Linked DNA regions of Mus musculus: region 2 is linked to region 1. A link is a contact called in public HiChIP or PLAC-seq data. All regions are on one chromosome and are shown on one strand. The core of a region is the stretch at or near the end of the contact, and the rest is flanking DNA. Distances in the headings are between cores, read along the strand shown. Region 1 overlaps Mical3 (microtubule associated monooxygenase, calponin and LIM domain containing 3). Region 2 holds the start of Mical3 (microtubule associated monooxygenase, calponin and LIM domain containing 3).

Region 1 (7,602 bases), core at 3,407-5,906:
TTCTTTCTTTCTTTCTTTCTTTCTTTCTTTCTTTCTTTCTTTCTTTCTTTCTTTCTTTCTATTTTTTTTTTAAGGTTTTTTCGAGGCAGGGTTTCTCTGTGTAGCCCTGGCTGTCCTGGAACTCACTTTGTAGACCAGGCTGGCCTCGAACTCAGAAATCCGCCTGCCTCTGCCTCTCGAGTGCTGGGATTAAAGGTGTGTGCCACCACGCCCGGCTTGAGAGCAATGTTGGAATCCAGCCCTACTCAGGCCTCCCCTCTCACAGATACTGTGGGTCCCTAGCCGACAGACTCCAAGGTGATGTCACCCAGGGAAGTGAGTTCACGTCAAGGCCACACACCCTGATCCTCACCCACTTCTTTGCCTCTGAAGAAGAGTTTGATGGCAGGCTTGTGTGGCTAAAGCATCCCCATCCTCAGAAAGGTGTGAGAGTCCCACTTCCGCCATGTGAGCCCTGATCACTGCCCTTCAAAGTCCCCTGTCATTCTTTGTCTGTCTCCAGTGCTGGGGTGTGAACTCCCCTCAAAGCCCCCATCATGCTGTTGTCCCTCCAGTGTTTTTTTTTTTTTTAAGATTTATTATATGTAAATACACTGTAGCTGTCTTCAGAATACTCCAAAAGAGGACCTCAGATGTCATTACGGATCATTGTGAGCCACCACGTGGTTGCTGGGATTTGAACTCAGGACCTTCAGAAGAGCAGTCAGTGCTCTTAACTACTGAGCCATCTCTCCAGCCCCAAGATAGGGTTGTAAGATGTAGCCATAGCTAGTCTGGAGTTCATTGTGTAGACTAGGTTGGCTTCTATCTCAGAATGCTATCTGCTTCTGCTTTCCCAAATATTGATATTAAAAGTTAATGTTTAATAAACTCCATACCCACTGTGAACCATCTCAGTGTCTCCCTGAATCTTCATCTGAGACCTTTTACTGAGACAATGAAAGGTGTTGAGGGGCTGGGCCAGCCTCCCACACCATGCCCAGGGTGCCTTCATCCCATGCTGTCTGTAGCTTGCAGGCCTGGAAAGTCAGGTGGGTGTGAAGACAGGAGACAGCAGACAAATCCTGCTGGAAGAAAGATCCTGGACCAAGGTCTGGGGGCTGGAAGGGAGGTCCTGTCACTTACATCTGAACTGCAGTGTCACTCACATCTCTGCTGAGGTGGCACTTTGTCCTCTGCTTCAGGAGGGTGGGCGGGATAGATGGAGCCCTGGTGTGACTCAACACCTATAGTAAGTCAGAAGCCCTGTGTGGGATTTCCCAAGTTTCAACCCCTGGCTGTGCCTTGGGACGCTTTGATCTGCTCTAACAGTCACCAGGGAGGATGCCCAGCTCAAGGAAGGAAAAAACAGAGACCTGGAGAGCTGGCTTCTCAAAGCCACATAAATGTCTCTTCCTAGGGTCTGGCCACAGCTCACACGAACTCCTGGGAAAGGAGTGGGAAAATGGCTGGCTTTTCCAAAGAGCCAGGCCCCTCAACATTTGCCCCGAGGTGGATCTGATCATGGCTCACAGACCATCTTCTGTATTGCTCTGCTCTTTCCAAAGTCAGCTCTATCTATCTATCTATCTATCTATCTATCTATCTATCTATCTATCTATCTATCCATCCATCATATTTTTTTCAAGCTAGGGTTTCTTTGTGCAGCTCTGGCTGCTCTGAAACTCACTTTGTAGAGAAAACTGTCCTCAAACTCAAAGATCCCTTTGTCTCTGCCTCCTGAGTTATGGCGTTAGAGGTGTGTACCACCACTGCCCAGTAACTTTTATTTTTTTAAGGCTTAAGCTGGCCTAGAAGACAGTACATAGTCAGGGAGACCTAGAACTATGCCAATCCTCCTGCTTCAGCCTCCTGGGTGTGAGCAATCAGGCTCTGAGTTTTGTCTTTGTTATTGATACATGACATGGACATGCTATTTCTGTCCATAGTTCTTTTATGACATCAAATCCGAACCCTGGTTTCCTTCCTCTCCTTCACTCTCTGCCTTGGGATCCAGATGTCCTGGGGAATTCCAAGAAAGTGAGCAGGGACAGCTTCTGGGTTGGGCTCTGAGCAGGGCCAGACTGGCATGTGACTGTGACTCAGAGCCTGGGGGGGGGCACACAGTACACAGCAAGTGCCATTGGCTCTTTTCTGTCCCACCACCATTTGATGGGGCAAAGACTTAGGAGATAGAGAGCTAAGTTCAAGATCAGCCAGCTGGATAGTAGCCAGGCTGGGCCGACGCCAAATCAGATCCCTAGAGCTCTTCATGTTACAGGGCCAAGTGACCTATAAAACATTTCCTCCTGGAGAGGTACAGAGACTCAAAGGATCATCATTAGTGAACATAAGAACAAGAAGGGCCTGGGTGAAGCCTCCACTGCCTTGGAGGCAAAGGAGTTTTAAATCATGGGCTCACAATTAAATATATGATATATATAACCTATATATAATATCTATGTTATATACATCTGTATATATGTATACAAGTACATATATATCATACCTGTATATATCCTATATATAGGATACTAAAACACATTATATAATATATGCTAATAACAATTAAAAATAATAAAGAGTATTTTAAAATTTATTTGCATTTATTTACGGGTGCATGAGGGACAGTATGTAGAGGTCAGCTTTCTTCCTACTGTATGTTGGAAGACTGAACAGGGTTGCTTCTGCCTACTAAATCTGAGCCATCTTAATGGCTGCACTATTGGCTTTCAGCTTCCAGAAAGAAAGACAGCAAATAAAAGGGCCTGTGTCAGGGTGGCCCTTTCCTACATTGCTGAAGGCAGGGTCTGAATCAGGAATGGGAACCTCACAGGACCCTGATTCATGGTTGCTGTAGGACCGCTGTGGTCCTGGGAAAAGCAGCCAGTCTACATCTGTTTGGAAGATCCCTCAGACTGGTGAGTGGTGCTGGCCCCTTGAATCAGCCCGATACCAGACTCCGAAGGAAATGGTGACCTTGAAGCCTGGGGGCTGACCAGGGATGTTTGGATATGGATGGCCTGACTTAGCTGCTGGCGAGGTAAGGTCCATCGGACTTGAGATGACTTCTATTTATTTCTTTGTCCTTTTTGATTTTGACGGAGGTTCTCAAGTCATCCAAGCTGACCTCACATTTGCTTACGTACCCAAGAATGAACTTCCTTCAACTTCTGGTCCTCCTGCCTCTCACCCTTCCAAGTACCGGGCGAGGTGTGGGCCATCACGCCTGGGTTTCTGAAGCACTCGGCTTTGTGCAAGACTGACCGGCACTCTACTTTTTAAGCTGTGCCTGTTTAAATCATCCAGAACACGCACACGCGTGATTTCAGTGTTTCAGAGATTCGTACTGAACATTATTTACTTTGGTTTGGCTGCGTGCTTGTGTGCACACCACATACATGCCTGGGGCCCTTGGAAGCCAGGAAGAGGATGCCAGATTCCCTGGAACTGGAGTTCCAGATGGTTGTGAGCTGCCATGATGTGCATGCTGGAAATCACACTTAGGTCCTCTGCAAGAGCAAGCAAGTTATTTCTATTACTTTAAACTGTGTGTGATATATCTGTGTGTGGGGTGTGTGCACCTGAATGCAGTGCCCTTTCCAGCCAGGATCCAGTATTTTTAGATTAACCCCCCAAATTTCTATATAAGAACTGTGTAACTTCAGGCTGGAGAGATGGTTTGGTAGTGAAGAGCACTTGCTTTTACAGAAGACCCAAATTAAGTTCCCAGCCTATGGCAGGCAGCTCACAACTCCAGCTGCAGCTCCAGTTTCAGGGGCCTCTGACCTCTCTAGTTACTGCTGGCACCTGTACTGACGTTCATAGACCCACAGACACACATATACACAACATTTAAAACAAAATAAATATTTTTCTTTTTTTTTTTAAAGAGTTGTGGAATTTACACTGTGTGTGTGTGTGTGTGTGTGTGTGTGTGTGTGTGTAATAGAAACTTCTCAAGTCTTCCACACGTCTCCTGTCCTTCTCATCTCCTCCCTCAACCTCTGTAGAACATTCGATACCTCGCATGGGCAGTAAGGTGCTCACAGCAGAGGGCTGTCTCTTACTGGGGGAGGTTTGCCTACTCACCAATGATAGGGATCAGTCTCTATAACAGAGCCAATAACCAGTCTGGGAGACCAGACAGAGGGAGCCTGGAAATGGATCTCTGAATTAAAAATACCACCTTGCTGTGAAATCTATTTTATAAGAGGAAGAATGGGCTGGGGCTCCCTAGGTTAGTGTTTTATGGCCTTCTGTTGGAGGCCTCTGTAGAGAAAAACCCTTTCTGAACTTCAAAGACCCTCCAGAGGACAGCCACTTGCTGTTGTTACCTCTCCTGGGTCAGGAGGGAGGTGGCCCCCACTGTTCTCAGGCTTCTGTGGCTCCTGACAGAAAAGATGCTCCCATAACACTCTCCAGAGCCCAAGCCCCCTTGTCTGGAAGCTTCTCCTGAGCCTCTATACTTACATGCTCCCCCAAACCTTTCCTCTCCAGCAAGGAACAAGTGTGTGTGTGTGGGGGGGGGAGGCAGTTGGCATCTGTGTGCTCAGTCCCACCTCTATACAGCTGGGGGGCCACATCCCCATGGTCTGAGGCTGGCCTAGGCCTGAGCAGTATCCTTACCACACACCCTCTCACACAGGCACATAGCCATTCTTCTCTCCGCTTTTCTGACAGGAGTCAGCTGGGCTGGCTGAGGCCAGGAGTGGTGGTTTCTCAGGAGCCTGTTTCTGACTGCCTGCTTAAAACTACCGTTTCCTGCCACCTGGGAATGAAAGTGTACCCAAGAGCCACACCTGCTCCTCAGCCTTATCTCCTGTGAAACCCTCTGGGGCCAGGGTGGTGGTGGTGGTGATGGTGGTGGGGAACCCCGGAGTACAGTAAGTCCCTCCAAGGCTGGCTACTTCTAGTCCCCCTACTTTATCATCTCCCATTATGCATGGGCCCCTGACCAGTGGACTTTCTCTCTGGAACAGCTGGTGATCCAGCTGTGGTGACTGTGACGGTCCTCTGGGCCACATAACTGCCATTTTGGGGAATTCAGTTTCACCCCCTTGTAAAAGATCATCCCAGCTAGGTTTGTCATGGAGGGGTGGGAAGAGTCCCGCAGTACTCAGTTGTGGCCTACTACTTGTTATACACAACTCTGTCTTCCTTATACATACTGGGCCTCGGGGCAGGGCTGGTTATACAGGGAGGGTGAAGACAGGGGAGAGAGGCTCTATCTATGTGGCTACAGGGAAGCCCTCATCTCTGCTGGGCAAAGTCTTTCCAGGTGAAGTGTTTCTGTGGGGAGAGCCCACACCCTGATAAGTAACCTCTACTCTGTAGGGAAGCCCAATAAACATTGCTCTCCCAGAATGACCTTTGCTGGAACCATGCCTTGGTTTGCCATTGGGACCTTAAGAATTTCAGCAACACCAGTCTGTTTTTTAAAGATAGGGTCCTGGAACTCACAACGTAGACCATGCAGGCCTCCAACTCACAGCGATCTAGCTGCCTCTGCCTCCTAAGTACTGAGATTGAAGGCGTGTGCCGCCATCCACCCCACAGTAGCACCTGTCTTAAGAAACTGGCTCTGGTTGCCTTGGCCATTACTCAGTGTTTCTTATTAAGCAGGGCTGCTATGGAGAATTCTCAAGTCCCAGCTACTGACGGCTAAGTCAGGATAACACAGGGGATTCAAAAAAATCACAAACCAAATGAAAAGCTCTATTCTCTGAGAATCCTTGTCTGCATACACTCACTGATAATCACCAAATGATTTGTGTTCAGTATCACTCACCTGAAAGGAAGGTGCTAAGTATGCCTTAGCTCAATGCCAAGAGCAGAACAATGACTTCAGAAATACATTTTTCATTTCTTTAAAAAAAAAACCGAAACAAAACAAAACTTTATTGCGCATAAACCAGCCATTCCCTCTTGTGGGTCATGTTACCATCTTTCAAAAGAAAAAAATTTTTAAATGTGGTACTGGGGGTTGAACCGTGGGTCTTATGCATGCTGAACACACATTCTACCACTGAGCTATAGTCCCAGCGCCCCCAAGATTTGTTGCCCCCACCTCTACTCTCCTGTCCCAGTGACATATGTCTTATTTTTTAAAGTCTACATCTGCTGGTCAAAATTACGTTAAGGATGGCTGTTGGAGGCAGAGATATCAACTGAGCAGGGTCAGAACCTGGGTTGGCCACGCTCTTCTTTGGGAGCCACGGGCTGCCTTCTGCTTGCGCTCCAGGGACAGAGGTTAGAGCCTCATGTACTGTCCTTAGCCTTGAGTTTGGGTTTACTCAAAAGCACTCTAGCACTGTATGTGTGGATGAAGTGTATACATCCCTCTCTTCCCTGCCTTCAAGTGAAGACATAATTCCTGGGAAGAACGCATGACCAGAGCTGTATGCATTTCCAGAGGTGGAGAACACTTCGCGTCTCGTTCCCGGGCCACTGAAATCAACTGCAAACTAGTGGTTACAAACTGGTAGCCTAAAAAAAAAAGTGCTCTGTGGGATTCTGAAGTCCTCGTGTCGTCACGACTGGAGAACTGCGGGACGTCTCCCAAGGCTGGTGGATTTCTGAGGCCCTCCTGCGAAGTGTTCTGCCCACTTTCACTGGAAGCAGCGTGTGCTTTGGAGAGATCAACACGTCATGGCTGACCAGGACAGAGGTGGAAGGGAACATCTGGTGCAGAGCTCTGAGAGGCAGCTAGAGATGCAGCGTGCCCCTGCATCCTTCTTGAGTCGCTCGGGAAATGGTTTCCTTGTTCTGGGTTAGCAGGAATGACAGGGCTGAGCTGCGTGGGATTGCCGCCGGTGGCACTGCAGAGGAGGACAGGGTCAAGGAGAAGGCCACACAGGCGATGAAGGTCCTGTCCAAAGTCCAGTTTGATTGGCAGATTGTGGTTGAAAATAGAATCCAGAACATCCTCCTCTGATGGAATAAAAATAGCGATGCCGCCATATCAGAGTCCAGGAAGTGATGACGTCAGCGCTGTGGCGGTTGCTAGCAGCACATCTGGGTTTCCACAGGAGAGATGGCAGCTTTTGCGCAAGGTGAGAAGTAAGATAGCTGTTTGCTCCTCTGGAGTTGGGTGGATGGATGTTCAAGTTGAGGCACAGTGTGGTTCCCACGGGGAGTCCAGGGTCAGTGTGGGCCCTTGGCTGTTGTCTGCACTGGCCCCTCCCACAGGCCCAGCTGGCGTGCCCTTTCCAGATTGGTATGGTACCAATGGACTGGTCCATAGGTGGCTGCTGTTTTGAAGGAGAAGCACCCTGGCTCCAACTGCTGGTCTCTGGCTGAACCATGAGAAATGAACAGCTTGGCTTATGGATCTAGTTACATGGTGCTGACTGGCTCCTGCCAGGCCAAGAAAATCCTGATATAGGCAGAGAAGATTGGAGTGGCCGGTATGTTGAGGTGAGACCAGCACACATGTTCCTGTCTAGCTGGGGCTGAGCATCACACTCTACTTGGTCCCAGCAAGCATGAAGAGGGGCTAGCCTCAACCTTTAACATATGTACAGGAGGTAAAACCTTGGCAGCAAAATTGGACAAAGTGGGGTCCACAGAGCCAAGATTCCCAAAAGACCAGAACAACCTGTCTCGAGGCCTGGCCTCCTG
Region 2 (7,602 bases), core at 3,796-6,295, 200 kb after region 1:
TTTAGTCCCAGCACTCATGAGGCAGAGGCAGAAGGATCTCTGTGAGTTTAAGGCTAGCCTGGTGTACACAGAAAATTCCAGGACAGCCAAAGCTACACAGAGAAACCTTGCCTAAAGAACAATCAAGAGAAGTTCTAATGTCTTACAAAGTCTCCATATGCCTCCTTACTATTAAATTCTCTAGAGCTTCAACCCCAGGCAATTATTAATGTTTTCTTCCATCAAAATTTAGTCATTTGCAGAATGTCATATAAGTAGAATACACAGTGAGAATATTCGCATAGAATTGTAATTTAAGAGTATATTGAGAGCTGGAGAGATGGCTCAGCAGGTAAGAGCACTGACTGCTCTTCTGAAGGTCTTGAGTTCAATTCCCTGCAACCACATGGTGGCTCACAACCACCCAAAATAAGATCTGATGCCCTCTTCTGGTACATCTGAAGACAGCTATAGTGAACTTATCTATAACAATAAATAAATCTTTGAGATGGTGTGAGCAGGAATGGAGCGAGCTGGGCCGACCAGAGCGCCGACCAGAGTGAGTGAGGTTGACAGAAGTGAGCAGAAGTCCTAAATTCAATTTCCAACAACTACATGAAGGCTCACAACCATTTAAACAGCTACAAGTGTAGTCATATACACAAAATAAATAAATAAATCTTTTTTTTTTTTTTAAAAAGGGTATACTGAAATGGGTCCACAAGATGGCTAAGTGAGTAAAGGTGGTTGCTGCCAAGCTAGACAACCTATGTTCAATCTCAAGCCCCGCCCACATGTGGTAGGAGAGAGAACGGACTCCTAAAGGCTGTCCGCTGAGCTCTGGACAAGCTCTGCGGAAGACGTGCGTTCCTCCCTACTAAAGGATGGAAATGTAAAAATACAGTGAAATGCTTGGTTTTCTTTGCTGCACTCTTCAACATGCCATATCATATTCCGGCCTAGGAGTCGACACGTGTACAGCCCACACTTAGCAATTCAAGACCCTGGTTCAAGTCTCAGCTGTTCCACACAAAACTAAGCAAGTAAAACAAATGGGTTGGTTCAATATCAAAAGAGTAGTGCCCAGACGGGCCATGGTACTTGCAGCTCACACCCCTCGTGTCAGCATGCTCAGGACAAAGGCCTCTCAGAACTGAACTTTCTAAAGTCCCAAGTCAGACATACTCAGAGGGAAACGCTCTGCGTGCGCACGGCCCTGGGTCCAGTTCCTAGCCCTAAAACAATACAAAAATAGATTCTATTCTTTGTCAGCTCTTTTGGAATTTGACTCCTTACTATTTTATCATGATTCCGTTCTAGCTTCCCTCAGAGTTCACTGCAGGGGAATGATTGTAATGATTGTCTGATTGTGACCTGTGTAAAGAATTGAATCTTGATGCCTGGGGTGTGTAGTTAGCATGGGCAGGTGTCTGGACTTGGTCCCTAACTCCACAAAATAAATGAAACAGATGCTTCACAGCTCAGTGCACAGCAAACACACACACATATACATATATACACACAAAACCAAGGCCAGACTTCAGGTAATAACACCCTCACACCTCAGGATATATGGCACACTTGGATTTTTTTTTTCTTTTAAAAATGCTGGTTATAAGCCGCCAAGTTGATTTCCTGGCCCACTGAGGGGTCACAATCTACTCTGCCAAAATGTTAGCTTCTGCTTTAGTAAAGTGCTCCAGTCTCCTGGGGCCTCCCCTCTGAGTCTGGTCAGCCCTTTCTGAGGGTGTGTTGGGGTGTGCATGGAGCCAGGCTCCTGGACACTTCCTCCTGGGCTGTGGAGTTAAGTTGTCATTTCAGGGAATAGCCCTTGTGGTCGTGGTGGTTAGGGGTGATGAGAGATGAGACCCAGATACACCGTCCTTGGCTTAGCTGGCTAGTGGATAGGCAGCCTTTGTAGTGTTGGCATCCTGCCCTGTGAGTTGGGTCCACTCTGTGGTGACCAGTCAAAAAAGGGGCATGGGGACTGGATAGCAGAAGCTACCCTGAGCCTCCTGCCTGGCAGAGCTTGTCAGAGAGCTCAAGGTCACTGAGGAAGACAAAAGATGTCCACGGCCCCTGTGCTGGTTGAGTGCTGGAGAAACCCTGTAGGAGCCCCAGGGTAAGTGGAGGCATTGTCTCCAGAGAGCAGGGCAATTCAACCAGGAGACAATATAATTGTGCGCTCGTGTGTGTGTGTGTGTGTGTGTGTGTGTGTGTGTGTGTGTGTGTGTCCGCACTCGCGCGTGCATATGACATGCCTTAACAAGACTAGAAGAACAGTAAGTAACAGAATGATGGAGGTGGTTTTAAGTCTGGGGTTGCTTGGTAAGCAAGCACAAGGAGAAGTTTGTCCAAGTCACTCACTGGGAATGTGGAGACAGAGTAATATGGTACAGTACGTGGGAGAGCTGTGGCCATTCTGTGTGAGTATCCTCCTGCCCCACCCCCCTTAGCCTGGCATAGGAGGCCTTGTGATCCCAGCCGGGTGGGTGGGTGCTCTTTATGTGGTCACTTAATTCTCTTTCCAATTTATGAAGTGAATGACGGGAGCCAGGCTTTCGGAATAGGCAGCACTGTCTGTCATTTTCCGCCCCTACCCCCAAGACTTTAACCCTTTCTCAATCTAATCAAAATTAATGAGAATGCCCTAGAAAGCTGTGATGGGGGAAAAAAGTCCTAGCACCAGCTCACACGTCATAGTTTTAGTTTTTAGTTTATGAGAATCTTATGTAGCCTAGGCTGGCCCAGAACCCAACATAGAGTGGAGAATGGCTCCAGATCTTCCCGCCACTACCCCTCAAGTGCTGGGCTTATGGGCATGCCCCACCCGCTGCCCTGACCTTGTAGGCTGGCTCTGACTTCTCAGGCCTGGAGTGTGAGGCCTTACCTAATTTCTGTGAGCACAGCAGCCTTTGGGGAACTTGCTGCGCAGTTTCTGCCTCCCACCTGCTTCCCAGCATTTATGACTTATGAATATTTATGAGATAGCTTTAGAATGCAAAGTTTAGAAGCCCTTTGCTTCCTGGTCTATGAGTGTATTTGTGAAGAGAATGCTACCCTAGTTATCCAGTTCTCGGAAAATGGAAATTTTTACTATTTCCCTTTCGGTGTAGGAGGGCTTTAAAGCCATAATGAATTCAGTCTTGAAAAGGATTAAGACTATAATTTCTAGGTCAAATTGTTTGCTTTTTTTCCTTTGTTCTAATGCCTACCATATTCTTGCCTTCTCTTTCTTTCACTCTCTTCTTTCCTCAAGATCTAATATAGACCAGGCTAGCCTCAAACTTGCTCTATAGCTGTGTGGCCTTCAACCTGTGATCCTTTGTGACCACCTCCCAAATGCTGGGGTTCCAGGCGTGAATCACCGTGTTCCATCCACCTCTTTCCAGCAGCCATGCTTCTTGCGGCTGAAGAGTGGGACAGTTATGTGTGACTCTGCTAAGCACACAGACACGGACCCCATTTCTACAGGAACCCGCAGTTTTCCCTCTGCAGTCCCGCAGAGGCTCACATTTCCTTTTCTCCTTGGTCTGGAATATAGGTCAGAACATTTCTTCAGAGAAGGAGCCCATTCTGAGAGAGGCGCGCCCTCTCTGCTTCGAAACATCCCTCTCGCCCTCAGCTGCTTCAGGTAGTCAGAGGTCCTGCCTGCCGAGGTCCAGCCTCGGCTCCTGCATGCTTTCTTCCACACAGCGGCTAGTCGCGCATCACAAAAACAATATACCCCGCCCTCCAGCAGCAGCGTACGGAGTTCACCTGTATACGTCATCCTGATTAGAATGGTGGCGGGCAACCTCGGTGCTTTAGAATCACTTGGGAAGACCCCAGTAGCTAGGGCGGACTACTGCAGGGGCCAGCAGTGCAGCCGTCCCTTTATCGCTCATTCCATCTAGGTCTCTCCCCCTTTTCTCCTGTCTTTCCAACGCGATACATTCTAAACACTTCGTCCTAGTGCCATGGCTAGGCAAGAATAGATTGGGGGTGGGAGGTGGGAGAGGAGGGGTTGACGGGGGTGGGGGTGGGGGGGGGAGAGGACCTGACGAATATACAGAAAGTACTTTGCCCTGGAAACATGCTCCCTCGGTTCTGAAACAAACGCAGTGCTCCGAAAGTCTCTTTTCGCCCTTCCATTGACTTCCAGAGGGGAACCAACATAACCATCCCTTTGTTAACGCTCGACAGAGGCTGACTTGCGCCGAGTCCTCCGCAGCCAGGGGCACGTGCATGCCTGTGCTTGTGGGGATGGCATCTCTGGCCTGTTTACCCGGTTGTGGAGGCGAGCGCCGGCGCCCTCTACTGGACCGAAATGAATGTCCCTCCGAGTGTAACAATTGTCGCCTGTGGATGAGCTAATGGATTCACATTGAGCTTGCAGGAAGGACACGGTGTCGTGAGGATCCCCGGGCAGTCCTCCGACTGGCATACCACTGGCTTGCCTAGGGATGTTATTTCTTTGGTGGGGGTTGTGGGGGGGTGTTAAAGAATAAAGAAAATTGGACGGTATTGGCTAAGAAACTGAGCGCTGTGTTTCTCAGTCTTTGGGGCGTGTGCTTATGGTGCACGGTATCCGCTGATGGGGCGTTGTGCGGTAAAGGAGACAAGGATACCCGGGTGTAGCTCCCACTGCTTAAGAGAGCCATGCGTTTAAAGGCAGACAGAATTGTTCCAAGAATCCCACATATGTCAGAAAGGCAAAGCAAGGCATAAACAATTGAAAGATGTGATAAATATTTTTAAAGGCGTCAATCAAGACACAGAACCTTTTTCTTTAAGGGGTTTGCTCACCCAAGGGGAGATTTGGTGGTACTTACGGACTTGGGGCTTCACACCCGCATCTTCCTCGCCGGTGAGAGCTTGCCTCCCCAGATTGGCTGGTCCTCAGGACACAGGTGCTGCTGTTGTGGCTGCATGCATCCTGAGTGTGGTGACTCCACCTTCCAGCTAGAATCCCATCAAAGGTTCTCACTCAGAAGCCCCGAGGCACACTTCTTTCATCGGAGCAGCGAAGAAGGAACGAAGAACCCGGGGTCTGCCTCTGTCTGTCCTCCCTCACCGCTGCATCTCAGCTAGGGCTGCAGAAAGTGCCGTAGCAGAGCTGTCTAGGGCTCCTCGCGGTTGCCACGGTAACCAGGAGCAGGCGCCTACCCTGGTGGCTGGGGAAGGCTGTGGAGGAAAGGTAACGGATAAGCGATGATGCGTTGGCCTCTCTCCTGGGCATCGGTTGAGCCTCAAGTGACCCAAATGAAATGAAGTTCCAGCACAGATAAATCGTTCTTTCGACTCAAACCTAAATCCAAACCCGAACTACCCCTGCTATCCTTTTTCTCCTCTTTTCCCTCCCCAGTCAACACACACAGGAACATCATAAGGATTAGAAATTCCAGCACTATCCCAGGCGCCCTGCCCCAGAGGATCCCGCTGCACACAGAACAGAATGTTTGCTAGGCTTGCTCTTGAAAACAGAACTCCCAGCGGGTGCCAGCCGCGGGCGAGCTCCGGGGAGCTAGAGAAGGGACCAAGCAAAGGATGCTAATGGGAGGGTCATTTAACCTCTTTGAGCCCTAGGATCAAAGATACAAAGTTGTCTTAGAAAATGCTTATCAAATTAAGTTGTTCTTGTTACAATGTTAATTTTGATCGTGAACGCAGGCTTTGATCCCCAAAGACTCAATCCAAAGGCCATAATCCTAAGTGATAAAATATCTCTAAATTCTAAACCCTGAAAGATTAACACCTTAACAATATAATTATTCTGGAAAACAATTTTATTTCTTTTTATTCTTTCCTTTTTAAAAGGCAAGAGTCTCATTAAATATGGAAGGCTGGCTTTGAACTGTATATTAATAGTTAAGGGTGACTTTGAACTCCTGACCCTCAAACAAACAAAAACAACACTAAAATACTAGAGAGAAAAATTTTTTCAGTGAAGAACTGGGGAAGCAACTCAGGACATGGGGTTCTTATTCACTATGTAAGAGTTCTGTATCCAACAATGAGGGAAACAGAAAAGCAAAAACAAAAAGTTAAAAAGAAATTGGACAAAAAAAAAAGTGTACTTCAAGAACAGATTAAGCCAGATGTAATGGTGCACACCTTTAATCCCAGCACTTGGGAGACAGAAGCAGGTGTATCTCTGTGAGTTTGAGGCCAGCCTGGTCTACAGAGTGAGTTCTATGACAGTTGGAGCTTAATAGTGAGACACTGTCTCCAAACGAAACAAAATAAAAGGAAACAGAAGGTTAAAGGACTGAAGCAAAGGCTCAGTGGTTAAGAGCATTGACTGCTCTTCCAAAAATCTAGGCTTGATCCCTAGCACCTACACGGTAGTTAACCACCATCTGTAACGCCAGCTCCAGGGGTTCCAATACCCTCTTCTAGACGTCATGGACAATGGCATGTACCTAGTGCACAGATATGCATGCAGGAGAAACACTCATATATACATACACACATGAGAGAGAGAGAGAGAGAGAGAGAGAGAGAGAGAGAGATTCAAGGGGGCAATGAGGACTCAGCAAAGAAAGGTACTTACTGCTCAGACTGACAACCTGATTTTGGTTTCTAGAACCCACATGGTAGGAGAGAATGGAACCCCAAGTTCCATTAGGAGGTCAGAGTACTCCTAATACTCCCCCACAAAATAAATAAAATTAATGAATTAAACATAGATCAAAAGCGGTAGTCCACAAAAGCTGGCTAACTTCCATGATCATTAACTATAAGATCCTGCATCGTGGTGATGCTTAGAGATCTCCTGGGATAACCCAGCCCCATCCATTTTCCATCCAGCATGGCTCTTTTGAAAATTCCTCTATGATTTTATACACACCGACAAGAGCATTCCCTATTAAATGCTCCCATCTCCCAGGCCTGCTTCTGGGCTGTTTTGGGCATATGGCACCTGTTCCACACGTTCTCATATACAGACCACAGGCTGGCAGAAACAAACCTGGTGAGTGAGCGGTAATAGTATTGCCTACGTGGCTTCCTGCCTTACTGTGCCTGTAATTATTTTCCAACCAGTTAGAAGCTTGGCTGGCTTCTTCAGGCTAATGCAGCTTTTAATTCATTAAAAGCTCCTGGAATTCCATCAGCTGGATGGAATGCCAATGTAGATAAATGATCTTTATTTTGTTCTGGGAGTCTCTCCACACAGCCCTGGCTGTCCTGGAACTCACTCTGTAGACCAGGCTGGCCTCAAATTCGCAGATATCTCCTGCCTCTGCCTCCCGAGTGCTGGGATTAAAGGCATGTACCACCACCTTCTGGCTTTTTCCTTCTTTTAAAGTCAGAGTCTGGGTAGCCCAGGCTGGTCTCAAACTTAAGTTTTCTTGCCTCTGTCACAAGAGTGCTGAGCAAAATGAAGCCTGTTTACATGACGTTTTCATCTCTCTTCCCTCAGTCATCTGACCTCTCCACCAAACACAATTATTGGACTGGATGGGACAAAAATAAACTTTATTGGTAATTTCTTGAACTTCATTTACCAAATGCTTGCTCATTCCTGATTCCAAATCTATCATGGTTTCGAGATACATATGGAATGTTCCCTCCTTTTTCTTTTTTTTTTTCTACAAAATTAAGCAAACACACACACGTATTAAATGATTTGCTATATAG

The links. HiChIP or PLAC-seq counts read pairs in DNA pulled down with a chosen protein or histone mark.
Region 2: a contact with region 1 is called in an H3K27ac HiChIP or PLAC-seq map of double positive thymocytes, with 4 times the contacts expected there. The contact joins the promoter of Mical3 here to the enhancer-like site in region 1. A contact is called at or near these places in 1 of 39 promoter capture datasets (embryonic stem cells), 1 of 15 datasets of contacts at CTCF or cohesin (pro-B cells), 18 of 115 datasets of contacts at active chromatin or transcription factors (the NIH/3T3 cell line, T-cell acute lymphoblastic leukemia, bone marrow-derived macrophages and 12 more) and 4 of 9 other capture datasets (adipose tissue, embryonic stem cells, liver and 1 more).

Annotation. Positions count from the first base shown.
Region 1 is chr6:120,925,870-120,933,471 of GRCm38.p6, forward strand. It overlaps Mical3 (microtubule associated monooxygenase, calponin and LIM domain containing 3), which reads right to left. Exons shown (of 32, transcript NM_001270475.1): 32 at 5,677-7,602. Among named protein-coding and RNA genes, the nearest start is that of Bid, 13 kb to the left of the region's middle. Within about 2 kb of position 4,657, at least 42 of the 459 cell types and tissues checked have an H3K27ac peak or open chromatin away from gene starts, as enhancers often do. A contact at or near this core is called in T-cell acute lymphoblastic leukemia and double positive thymocytes, where this site is marked.
Region 2 is chr6:121,125,977-121,133,578 of GRCm38.p6, forward strand. It overlaps Mical3 (microtubule associated monooxygenase, calponin and LIM domain containing 3), which reads right to left and starts at 5,046. Exons shown (of 32, transcript NM_001270475.1): 1 at 4,794-5,046.